Regions from separate parts of the Mus musculus genome. Here all the other regions are linked to region 4. Evidence: chromatin contacts called from public Hi-C data. All regions are on one chromosome and are shown on one strand. Each heading gives the region's core, a stretch centred on a gene start, on an enhancer-like site or on the middle of the called end of the contact. The rest is flanking DNA. Distances are from core to core; before and after follow the strand shown. Region 1 overlaps Snd1 (staphylococcal nuclease and tudor domain containing 1). Region 2 overlaps Snd1 (staphylococcal nuclease and tudor domain containing 1). Region 3 overlaps Snd1 (staphylococcal nuclease and tudor domain containing 1). Region 4 has its middle 65 kb from the start of Lrrc4.

Region 1 (2,888 bases), core at 137-2,636, 220 kb after region 4:
AGGACCAGGTACTTGGCAAAAAGAGAGTAAACAAAACTTACCAACATCATGGCTTGAGCTGGAGGCAGAGTTTACACTAACCATAGCAGCTCAACCCCTAAATAGAGTTGGAATAGGAGAAATTACCAGATCCATAAAAGGCTGTTCTTACACATGAGGAGTGATAGAATGAACATCTGTAAGGGTTTCCATTTCCCTTGCTACCTACAACTCTGCTGGGGCCTGATCTGTGAGGACAGGAAAATGCTGGTTTGGGAGCCTTCTGTTTCATCTACAGGCGTCCTCTGTCACTGAAATCACCAAGTAAAGACTTAATGCCAGCTCTGCTCCAGAGCTACAAAGCAAGAACCCATAGGCATAAAACCACTATTTCTAAAACTCCAAGCCTTAGCACTTATTTTTAATTGGGGGCATGGTCTATTGTTTTTTTCCAAGTATCTCACGGGATTCAAAATAAGCTTTGTGAAAAACAGTAGTCAGAATCTTTTTTAAAAATATACTCAAGTTCTAAAAAGATGAAAGGCCAAGAATGACTGAGCATAGTTTAAGCCCCACCTCCCTGAAGAATCATAGAGTTGCTAGTACACCTGATCTTGAGAAAGACGTATAGGTAGGGAACAGACTAAATGCCATTAATTGCTTCAGAAATAGTGATGCACTCCGGATGCAGGTTGCAAGGAAGTAGAGAATCAGTTGTATAGCAACAAGGGAGAAGATCCCTCATCTTTTACTTCTTTACAACAGAACTCGCCAGCTGCCATACTGCAGTTCCTAGGCAGCTACAGTGACAAGAGCACCCCCCCCCCCCATGTGTACACATCATTTGGAAGTAAGGGAGGCTAGTTCTCAGCCTCTCTAAAGAACAGCGACAAATAACTCATGGCCGCTGTGACAAAACCAGGCCTACGTATCCAGTTTATTATTAGCCTGACATTAAACACCACTTAAAAACAAACAAAACCACCCACCCACACAAACACATACCCCAAGATGGAAAATTACACAATGGCATCTGGAATGATCAACTCTGATGAAGAAACTGGAACCAGGCAGACCCTGTGATGTCCAAAGTAGGGATGGGACAGTCCCAGCCCCTCTCACATTCCTGATGGCGTGTGCAAACACTGCTTCTGTCACAGCAAAGGACTGTAATGACAATCTGGATTCTGGAAGGCTGTCAGGAGCACCAAGCACTACTGAACTCAATCATTTTTGATAAGATAGAACAAAATTGTTTTGGCACACATTGATTCTCAGGGAGAAAACTTAAATTAAGTTTTTGTCTTGTTTAGATGCTAGAAAAAAGGCAGACTTTCCACCTTGCCCCATTACAGTTCATGGTCACAGCCCAGTCAGCTGGCACAAGCAAAGGCGGAGTATGCTTTTGCTCTCCAGAATTTATTAGCACCTGGACCAATTCCAAGGTCTACCTTTTATTGAGGCCTAAAGGGTGGCAGCTTCTGTAAACTTTTACTTCTATACAGAGTCTAGAAGGTCTATAATTAAGAGTTATAGAAATAAGAGCCAGGGAAACTGAACTATACTCGGAAATGAAAATATGGGTGGGGAATCAGGCCAAGGGTTTTCCTAAGAATTGAAGAACAGAATTTTCTGTTTTACTTAATGAGTTGTCTTTCTAGTGTGAACCACAACCGAGCCCAACAAAAGGTTAAGGGGTTTTCAAACACCCCATTCCGTCCTTCCTTTCCTTTGAGAGAGAAGTGACTTGGCTCCATGCTTTGAAGTAGAATAAGCCACTAAGGAGACTCTGGCTAACCTTCTCTTGATCCGATGTTTCCAAAGCTGCAGATTGTGCTAAATGACACATGACAACACAAATATTTCAGAGAAGGAAGGTTTGAACAGTGTCAGGGTAGGGCGCAGCACAGTTACTTCTTGGTTAAAAAAGAAACTTGTTTTTAAGGAGGAGGAGGATGGCAGGAGAACTGATACATGCTCCCCTTGCTACTGACTTGACACTGAGAGTTGATAAATCACAATTTCAACACAAAGGAAGCACAAATTAGAGCAACTGCCTGCTGATTCTCTATTTATTTGTAAGCAGATACATCAGGAGGCCAAAGGCTCTAAAGAAAATCCACTGAAAAGCCCTGAAAAGGTAGGCTCAAACTTCTCCACTATTGTCACTGCTCTCAGCTTCTACCTTTATGTCTGAGCCAGTCATGTTTACACTAAATCTCTCCCTATTTCTTATCTCTCCATATTCTAATTCATTTTCACTGGAGGCAGAAAAATTTATAAAGACTTCAAGACAGAGAATGCCAGTCTGCCCAGCGCGTTACACTGATAGCCTTCCACATTTGCCACTTCTTAGCTGGCAGGCACCTAGTGCACAAAGGGAAGGTAGCCAGCACGGTTCCTGGCGTCATTAAATTGCAATGGTATGTGAAGTTTCCTGAAATGCTGAGAATAGCACAGTCCACTTGTCTACATTTATGCAATAACTTGGCAATCATTACTGTCTATGTGAACAAAGTTCTTTACTATCAAACAGAGAGTCAAATCTAGACCATAATCCAACAGGACATGTTTGGTGGTCTTTGGGAGGCAGATATTAAGGGAGGTGGTGTAGGACTTGAACACAGGACCTAAACATAGTAGGCAAAGAAGCATTCTACCTCCCAATGATCATTCAGTTCACGGAATATGCTAATACATGTGCTGATTTGTTTGTTAGGGAATAGGATCCGTGGCTGGGCTCATAAGTAAATGTGAGAAACAAGAAAAGTATGGCACATAAAATATGGAAGAAAATTTGCTGTAAATCAGGAATAACTGAGGAATGGGATTGGCTAGAAATGTGAGGGGGTGACTGGGAGGAGAGATGCCCTTAGGTCACCAGTGACTGCTGAGCGGAGAGAGTGCTG
Region 2 (3,018 bases), core at 88-2,587, 160 kb after region 4:
GTTCCTATCAGGTAAATGCAAACTAACTCTGCATCAAGAGTCCAGATCTCACGCCAGTCAGAACAGCTATCATTAAGAAAACAAATAAAAGCTGGTGAGGTGACTCAGTGGATACCGCACGAATGTCTGACTTCAACCCCTGGGGCCCACAAGGTGGAAGGAAAGAGCAGACTCCTTCAAGCAGCGACATCCAGTCTCGGAAAAGAACTTTATCAAAAGGGAAAAGAAGCGGGGACGGCGCCTCTGCTTAACTAATCTCTTCCCAGCGCAGAGGCACAGGTGATTTTTACTTCCTTCTGTCACCTACTTATAGTAGACTTAGTTAAAAACAAAGTTTTTCTATGGAAGGAAAAGAGGTTTTCTTATTTATTATTAACATTCAAGACTAATTCTACTTACAAATAAACTTACAAATCAGTTAGGTCAGATAACCATCCCTCTAGCTCTGGAGCCCTCTGCAATAAATTTGTTATCTTTTGAGACAAATACTTTTGATGTTGACTAGTCTGTAAATGATGTGGAAAACATCACTGGGAGCTGATATGAAATTTGTTCTGACTCAATCAAAGGGCTGTACGCAGAGTGCTTCCCAGTACAGACAACAAACTTAGGAGTCCTTCTTCAAAGAAAGGAAGACTTTACATAGATAATTATGGTTCAAAGTCAGAAAGGTACAAAATAAACAAAGCTCACATATCAGACTGGTTTGAGAAGTTAAAATAAAATGTGTTCTTAGTAAGGCAGCAGTACGCTGTAAAAATGCCTCAAAGCCATGCTCAGCAACAGATTAATAAAGTGTACCCAGGATTCTACACAGTGGGAACAATTGATAAGAAGCTTACAAAGCAGAGAGCAACCCCTACAGAAAAACCATCTTTATGGTAGTTTGCTGTAGATCGTTTGTACTGGAGGTTACACACTCTTCTGAAGCTGTTATGTAGCACTCACTCCTAGCCTCACCCGGTAGCTTTCAGTTTAAGTAAACTACATGTGGACTACATTGATGATCTGCTATGAGTGAAATCCTCAGTGACAGAGTGATGCAACTGAAATGCATTTTGGTGAGGTCACAATTGGTGTGTTCAACTAAGGAGCTCTAATCTCACTTCCATTGTTCTCTCCCTCCATTGGGGCATTTACACTTGTAGGCGCTCTCGGAGTTTTCAGGCACTATGCAGGTCCCATTATCACATGTGCACACTGCTGGAAAGTATAGTAGCTCTTCTGCTAATCCAGGTGGGTTGAGTCTAACTTCTGCCACCACCACCTCCACCTCCCCAACCCCCACCCCGACTACCCTGCTTCTGCTACCCTACACAAACTAAGAACATGGTGCCAAACTACCTGTTGAGCAATTCTTAGATCTTTATCTCAAGTAACAGTGAAACAGCAGAGTTTGTGTAGTGAGACTTTTTAAACATTGGCAATCTTGGGCAACAGGCTTTTCAATTTCCTTTGCCAGCAAGTCCCTCATACTGCTATATGACCTTTATATTTGAGAAAAAAGGCCAAGGCCTAGGGATTCCTCTTCATGTGCTCTGTGGAACTTGTAGGATGGTTTGAGGGCAGAGATGTTTGTCTCTATTGAGCAAGATTCTTGGAATTCATGGAAAGAGAGCTCCAACTCCTGGACCAGGCCCTCTGACCACCCCATGTAGGCTATGCTGGGTGTGCACCTATACATACACAGATATCTCAGATACATTACAATTTAAAAATTAATTTAAATAAAATTATGATATTGCATATCTTTAATCCTAGAGCTTTGGAGGCAGAGGCAGGCAGGCAGAATTCTGTAATTCCAGGCCAGCATGTTCCAGGCCAAACAGGGCTACATATTTGAGACCCTGACTCAAATAAAAATAGATATTTCTTACACATATATGGAAATGATGTGATGACTTAGTGGGTAATTTAATTCCCAGAATCTATTATAGGAGAGAAGTAACTCCAAAATGTTGTCCGTTGACTTCTACATTTATGTAGCACCCATTTACACTCATGCTTATCATACGTGCATCATAATAATGGTACAATAAAATTTAATTTAAAAAGGATTTGAGGCAATTATGCACATGGATATCTATGCATCCAACAGCTTTCAAACCACTGGCTTAGAAACCACAGAATGGTTCATGCATGCTTACTATTAACATGTTCAGAAATTCCTAATTTCATTCTAAAATCTACTCTGTGGAAGTCTATCGTATATGAAACAAATATACTTCCACAGAGAGTTCTTTGTGACCTTGTCAATACTGTTCATGCATGGCAGTTCCTCGCTTAAGTCTTCCACCCTGTCCCCTCATCTCCTACCCAGTTCTCTTCATCCCTTTCCTGATCTAGATCCACTTGTCTTGCTGCCTCCATGGCACAACTCGAGCTCCAGCCATTTCTCCCTGTCAGGCCATCGTGAACAAATTGTGGTCATTAGTATATACTCCTGGGACTCTGCTCCAATCCTCACAATAATTATATAACTAACTATGTAGATCCATAAAGAATACATTGGTCTGGTCCAATCCTCAATATCCAGCACTGTATCTGGCACTTAAAAAGCTCTTACCAAATACATACAGTTTAATTGTTCATTCATTGATTTTACATGAGAAATGCATGGGGGAAAAAGCCCAGGATGAACACATTTAACATCAAGAGAGAGATAAGGCAATGGTAAAAGAGTTTGAGGAGGAGTGATTTTTGAACTGGAATCGGAAAAGGAGTTTGATAGAAATATTACAGATGATGACATGTCACTCACAGAGGACTTCCTGTGTGCTATATAGAATGCAAAGCAACTTAGTAACAATCAACACAAGGTACTAACCACTGATCTCAGCTTAGCTCTTGTTCTGCCAACTGTTCAGAATATATGTATGTATTAATTTTAACAACTACTCCACAACCAAAGAAAGCAAGCGCCACCATTGCACCCATTTTATAGACTGGAAAGCTAACAAAAACATTAATAACTTCTTCTTCAGGGTGACACAGTAGTAAGTAATGGAATCCTGACTT
Region 3 (3,148 bases), core at 107-2,606, 130 kb after region 4:
ATTTAGTGGGCTTTGTTACTTGCTCATGTGCTGAAAAAGCGCTTTTAGGAGAGTGTTAAATAGGCACATTACGCAAGCTCATGGACCCAAAATAAATAAGGCATCCTCCTTCTGTGGACACCACCCACACTGAGAGGCTACACGCAGCAGTAGGGAGGGGAGGGGACGTTACAGAACTGCCAGAGTCTGCTCTTGAGCCAGTGACCTTCAAACAGGTCCCAGTGGGTTTGGCAAGAGGGCAAGGAGTGTCTCCATCAGCATGCCCCTGTGTAGTCTAGGGAGATGCATTCTCAATCAGTGTTGTTGAAACAAGAGGATGTGTGCCAGTTGCCACCTGCTGCCCTGAACATCCTAGAGACCGGCAACTTCCTGAGGTCTGTCCAGTGGAAGACTTCTTGGTACAGCATCCTTAACAATCCAGTTTGTTTGTACACCTTTGCCTACTCTTTGCCTTTATGATCAGGACAGTACCAAGCTCTGCTCCTAAGAAATCAACTGGCTCATCTCTTCAGATCAATGAAGCTCTTCACCTCCCTGGAGATGGATATATATTAAGTATCAATCATGCATATTATTTTACAATATAATTACAGACAATTAATCCACAAGAAATATTACTCTCCAGGTCCTAACTTCTGCCAACACAAATTCAAAACTCTTGGAGAGTGGTCATGTGGAAGAAGTCTGAGATTCTACAGGGAGAGAGACCTGGCCACAACATTCAAGGATGAGGACCTAAGAAAGAAAAGGAGCAGATGGCTTTGCCCAAGTCTCTGTTAATCCTGCTTCAGAGACCTGCAGCTCCATGTTTAACCAGAGAAACATAATCAGATAGGAATGGGAGGGAGGCACCATCTTACCTAAGTAGGTATTTCAAAGGCTTCTGCATCAGGAAGTTTACACTCAGCATTCTGGAGAGGTTTGTCTATCAACAGCTAAGGTCTTCAGTGTCTACCTCTATAGACAGTCCCACTGTTAACTTACTGTAGGTGCTGTCTTGTGTAGTGTGGTCTCCAGGATGGTGTATAGTCAATAAATACCAAGGAGAAGGAAAGGTGGGTCTCTACTAGGTCTTGCTACTGGAATACTTGTCCCACCACCTCAAGTATCTTCCAGTATGCATTATTTGGCTAGTCCATTTTGGTCTATAGAGCACTTATAGGAGAGTTGACTTAAAAAGCCAAGCAGTTGCTCTGCTACTCAGCTACAACTCCAGGCAAAGCTAATACTGTTCCTGAACCTAATGTTGCCTATTCCAAACTTATAAATTGCTTCATAATCATTGACTGATAAAATTAAATCTGTGTCTGCCCCTCCTCCCCCCCTGGTGGCAGCGGGTAACACTGAAAAGGCTGAGCCTGGAGCAGCAGCAGGAGAGAACAGAGGAGGAAATGATCACTGCCAAATTAGATAAGCAGTTGCTGAAGAAATGAAACTTCATACGAGTTGTTTTCTAATAGCTTCCAACTCAAGGAAAGAGAACCTGTGGATGGGACAGGGGTTCATCAGAAGCACGTTCCATTGGACTTTTCTTCTTACTGCTCAATTAATATTCTGACAATCAATCAACTAAGGGCGCAGTGTGAGTTAAGTGAGATGAAGGGCTCAGCACACATACAAAGATGTCCACTGACTGAGGCTGAGGTACTCAGTGTAGAGGAAGTGCCAAGTATGCACAGGGCCATGATTCTGATTCCTAGAACCTCCTCAAAGTCACTTCCTACTATCTCTCTTTTCAACTGGGTGTGTGTGTGTGTGTGGGGGGGGGGGGAATAGGGGTAAATAAAAGCAAGAAGAAATAAAGAAGAAATATGCCTTAAACTAGAAGATCTGGAGGAGAAGTAGGAGCCTGAGTGCAGTCAGGGGAGGAAAGGCCTCCAGCACAGGGCCTCTGCTCCCACTCGCACACCTTGGTTGTCAGGCAGGCAGCCAACTCCTTTCTCCAGTGACATCCTTCTCTACCAATAGTTTGCTTTTCTTAAAGCATGCTACAGACACCCAGCCTTGGGAAAACAGTCAAGAGGCTGTTAATACAGAAAAGATGTTTTACAGGCATCTACATAAGTAAAAATGTCCCAGCTAATTACTGGCCTCAAAATATCGGGTATCTGACACTTTCAATTTTGATAAGCAACTTCAGAAAACAAATCTACATCTTTGTAAGCTGTCATGTCAAAAATGAGTTACTAGCACAGAAAGCTACACAAACATCCATAAAATGTAACATAGCTGCTTTCCTCCATGGCTGACAGATCTGTTTAGGGATCTCTGGAGGCAGTTAAGGCCATGGGGCAAGAAAACTACAAGAGAGCTAAGAGTTCTTAATTGTCTGCCTAAAGCTGATAGTTTCACACAAGTTTGCTTGCTCCTGTTCCCAAGCTGGTTCCATCAATTTGCACCCTGAGTGGCTGCTGTGTGCTCTCTGGAAGTCAGTGACGATTTTTATGTTTAGTCTTCACTCCTGCAGGTACAACAGTCTCTGGAGACTTAGAAATTCATGTCAGTGCCACAAATACAACTTCAGAACCAAAATACTCAGGAAAGGATAACCAACAGAAAACAAGGCTTTGGTCTTGGTCTTGGATAGGCAGAGGCAGGTAGACTGCCTCTGAGTTTGAGACCAGCCTGGTCTATATACCTAAAACCACAGTCAGGGTTTCACAGTAAGACCCTGATGCAAAACAAGACACCAAGACCAAAGCGGTCAAGCAATGAATCAGCAGGTAAGAAATTTTTTGCTTCTTATTTTCTTTTTGGTTGGTTTAGAGCTTAGCCTTTATTGGTGAGCTATCTCTCTCTAGACCCTGTTTTTCTATTTCCTGTTGAAAGAAAATGGCTATCTTCAAAGAACTGTGATACATGCCTGAGATCTGTAAGGCTAGTCAGAGAAATCATTAAGTTCCTGGCTAGCTTTGGCTATGCAGTAGGACTCTCACTTTAAACAATTTAAAAAGTAGGCAAATTTGTACTTATTTGGCAACATAACTATTAAATAATGATAACAAGTCAGGGACTATTAGGCTTGGAGCAAATATAAGCAACAGACCAGGAATCGAAGGTCTGTTGGAAAAGGCCTACTTTAATAATGTATAGGAGAATGTCAGGGAACACTGGACAAATAGACAATGGGAAAGGGTTAGTATTCATT
Region 4 (2,996 bases), core at 358-2,857:
CATTAATTCACTCATTCATAATTGCTTGCTTAATACTTGCTGATGGACACAAAAGGTGGATCATCTTGTAGAATATTTGTTAAATTGGGCAAAACGTCTTCCCTTGTAGGAGCGGCTGTTAAGTGTTTTAGTTCAGTGCCGGGCACAGAGACTAGCTGGAACTGCAGTCACAGACATCTGAAGGTTTGTAATCCATTGAGCTTACACTAGAATGTAGCTCTGCCACCCACCACTGTGCTGTCCCCGGTTCCTAAGCAGCCGGGTCCTTTCCTAGGTGAGGTTATCTTGGAAAGCCAGGCCAGGGTCTGGTCCTTGCACCGAGATTTCTGGCTCCATGTAGGGAGTTTCCTTTGCTCTCAGCCTCCAAACTCAGGTCTTGTCTGACTCCCCAGACTCCCTACTTAATCCCTCCCCACACCCCGCCCTGCTCTTAGTTTCTGATCTGTTGGGAGGAAGGCAACAACTCCTCCTATGGTGAGCCTGGGGCTCCAAGCACCCTCTGAATTTGTTAGAAACATGGCAGGTCCTTCATCCCAGCCCTCCGGAGGCAGAGGTGGGTCTCTGCGAATTTGAGGTCAGCCTGGTTTACACTGCCAGCTCCAGGCTAGCCAGGGTTACACAATAAGACCATATTTTAAAACAAAGCACTCTCCCCCCCCCCCAAAAAAAAACTAAAAATGGGGGAATCCGTTAGCCTTGCAGCATCCTTTCTGGATCAGAGCCTATATTTTAACAAGTCCCCTCCCCGCAATGACTCACAGGCTGATCCAGTGTAGGAAGCTGTTCTAGTGTCTGCTGACTGGAACGGCCTGCTCCCACCAGACAAAATGGAAGTGAGGGTCTTCAATTAATGCCTGATGCTCGAACTCAGTCACCTCTCTGTTCAGGACCTTCACTGTTTTTGTTTCTAGGGAACTTCCTATCCTTGTCCTTAGAATCTTCCCCAAGAAAATATCTTGTGGATTATTGATAGCCTACGAATGACATCTACCGAATAGGGGAGAAGCCATGATGGACTCAGCTGTGGGTCTGTGCCCAGTACAGCAGAGGGCCTTAGCCCATGTTTACTGATCCATTCCTGGCAAATGCAACATGACAGCAGTGCCAGGCAGGGTAAGGGCTCCCTGGACCGGGCAGCACTGCTTTGAGGTTCCCAGCCCTGTTTCATAAGCCCCTGTCTGCTTTCAGGATGCTGTGTGGTTTCTAGTCTTTAAAATAAAAATCGCCATTACATTTCTTTCTGTCTACGTATATGGGTAGCCACAGCATTTGTATGGAGTCAGAGAGTCCGTCTGCCTTATGCCATGTGGATTCTGGGGACTGAACTTAGGTGGTCCAGCTTGAGGGTAAATGCCCTTACCCACCGAGTCTTCTCTGCCCAGGAAACGATATTTTTGACAGAATCCTGAACCTTCTGCCCATGAATACACAAAGCCAAGGACAGCAAATATATGGGACCCACATGACCGTCCCTTTCCCACACTCTGGGTGGACATCAATAATTGATGACAGCTGACTTTGTGGCATGACCTTCCAGTCCTTTCTCACAGAACCCCAGGGAACAACTATCAATTGATCAGACATGGCACTGTTTGTGATCTTTGCCTCGGGACTCCCTCCTGGGAGCTGCCCTCCACAGATCAGTGCACAGGAGACAAGGCAGTCAGGCTAGAGCCCAGGGATGCCCATGGCTCCCACTTCCACCAAGCTGCCTATTGTGTCTGTGCACGGCTGCACCCAGGGAGGGCCTCATAAACAGCCTTTCCCCAGCTGTTCAAGGCTGAATAGTGAGTGCAGCCAGGCTCACCTTTGCACACAGACCTCTATAGGTCAAACTCACATATGCAGTTCAATACAGGCCTCCATGTAGCTTTCTATATTCACACCTAATCTCTTCTCATACCCCGTATATACCCTCACCCAGGTACTGACCTCCCCATGTCTGTTGTCCTGATAAAGGGCAATACTTCTAACTCTCATTCACTGTGGTGTCTCTCAGGCCCCAGAGCTTTGGGCAATGAACACAGAAGGGCAAAAAGTGCCTTACACGGGTGTCAACATTTCTGCCTGGCATGGTACCTCTGTTTGTGCCTGGTAGGCACCCTTTACACAGCTGTAAGGCCATGCCAGAAAGAGAGCCAGCATCAATTATTGGTGTCCATCCAGAGTGTGGGGAAGGGGGATGGTCATGTGGGTCCCCTTTATTTGCTGTCCTTATCCTTGGCCTTGGAAACAAGATCCTTTCATAGCCAATGAGGCCTTCGTGTGTGCTCCCATGTGCACTGAATTCCCATGCTGTCTGAGGCAGGGCTTTCTTGGGAGGGACCCATGCATCGGTGAGGCCTCATCAGATCCAGATAATCAGGGCTATCATCAGAAAAGCAGCTCAGGACACACCAGCCCAATAGTAACCTACCCCTATGCCTGCTGGGTTCAGATTTTAGGTCCCAAGAACGATGTCCATGGGCAGGTTCTGACTGGTCAGGGTCTCTTTTGCCGCTGTTCCTTCAGCACCTAAACTGTGTTTGGCATGGGACAAATGTTCAGTGTTGAGGGACTGACTTACCTCTGTAGTTCCAGATCAGCCAAGAGTCCTAGTGGCTCAGCCAAATCACCCCGGGACCTCCTTTCCTAACACTCTGGATCCCATCTGGCTTTGGGCACACAGTGCTCCCATGAGTTTAGATTTCATGACATCACTAGTTCCTCATACTGGATCGTTCAGGGCTGCTTCACCACCCCCTCCCCCGGGGTAGGAAGCCAGGGACTGGTCACTTGGGGATAAGGGAGGCTGCACTGTTTTTCTCAGTTCTGGATCACACTGGTTCCTATGCAAAGGGCCTTACAAATGTCTCACCGAATTCTTTGTGAATCCGAAGAATTCTTTTAAAAGTGTGTGTGTGTGTGTGTGTGTGTGTGTGTGTGTGTGTGCGCGCGCGCGCGCGCGCGCATTCATCAGATAACTTGCAAGAGTCTGTTCTCTCTTTACACCACGT

The links. Hi-C and Micro-C count contacts between places; a contact is called where the count stands out from the background.
Region 1: a contact with region 4 is called in a Hi-C map of liver, with 2.1 times the contacts expected there. The contact joins two enhancer-like sites. A contact is called at or near these places in 3 of 484 Hi-C or Micro-C datasets (group 2 innate lymphoid cells, liver and myocytes), 1 of 115 datasets of contacts at active chromatin or transcription factors (large pre-B cells) and 1 of 9 other capture datasets (embryonic stem cells).
Region 2: a Hi-C map of liver shows a contact between it and region 4, with 2.5 times the contacts expected there. The contact joins two enhancer-like sites. A contact is called at or near these places in 1 of 484 Hi-C or Micro-C datasets (liver), 1 of 115 datasets of contacts at active chromatin or transcription factors (embryonic stem cells) and 1 of 9 other capture datasets (embryonic stem cells).
Region 3: a contact with region 4 is called in a Hi-C map of liver, with 1.9 times the contacts expected there. The contact joins two enhancer-like sites. A contact is called at or near these places in 3 of 484 Hi-C or Micro-C datasets (bone marrow-derived macrophages, liver and uterus), 2 of 115 datasets of contacts at active chromatin or transcription factors (both in embryonic stem cells) and 3 of 9 other capture datasets (adipose tissue, liver and pancreatic islet).

The regions. Positions count from the first base shown.
Region 1 is chr6:28,680,224-28,683,111 of GRCm38.p6, reverse strand. The region is part of intron 12 of Snd1 (staphylococcal nuclease and tudor domain containing 1); the gene reads right to left. Among named protein-coding and RNA genes, the nearest start is that of Lrrc4, 150 kb to the left of the region's middle. Within about 2 kb of position 1,386, at least 27 of the 459 cell types and tissues checked have an H3K27ac peak or open chromatin away from gene starts, as enhancers often do. A contact at or near this core is called in liver, where this site is marked.
Region 2 is chr6:28,732,445-28,735,462 of GRCm38.p6, reverse strand. All of the region lies in intron 14 of Snd1 (staphylococcal nuclease and tudor domain containing 1), which reads right to left. Among named protein-coding and RNA genes, the nearest start is that of Lrrc4, 98 kb to the left of the region's middle. Within about 2 kb of position 1,337, at least 7 of the 459 cell types and tissues checked have an H3K27ac peak or open chromatin away from gene starts, as enhancers often do. A contact at or near this core is called in liver, where this site is marked.
Region 3 is chr6:28,765,034-28,768,181 of GRCm38.p6, reverse strand. All of the region lies in intron 15 of Snd1 (staphylococcal nuclease and tudor domain containing 1), which reads right to left. Among named protein-coding and RNA genes, the nearest start is that of Lrrc4, 65 kb to the left of the region's middle. Within about 2 kb of position 1,356, at least 5 of the 459 cell types and tissues checked have an H3K27ac peak or open chromatin away from gene starts, as enhancers often do. A contact at or near this core is called in liver, where this site is marked.
Region 4 is chr6:28,895,617-28,898,612 of GRCm38.p6, reverse strand. It overlaps a transcript of Snd1 not described here. Among named protein-coding and RNA genes, the nearest start is that of Lrrc4, 65 kb to the right of the region's middle. Within about 2 kb of position 1,607, at least 16 of the 459 cell types and tissues checked have an H3K27ac peak or open chromatin away from gene starts, as enhancers often do. A contact at or near this core is called in liver, where this site is marked.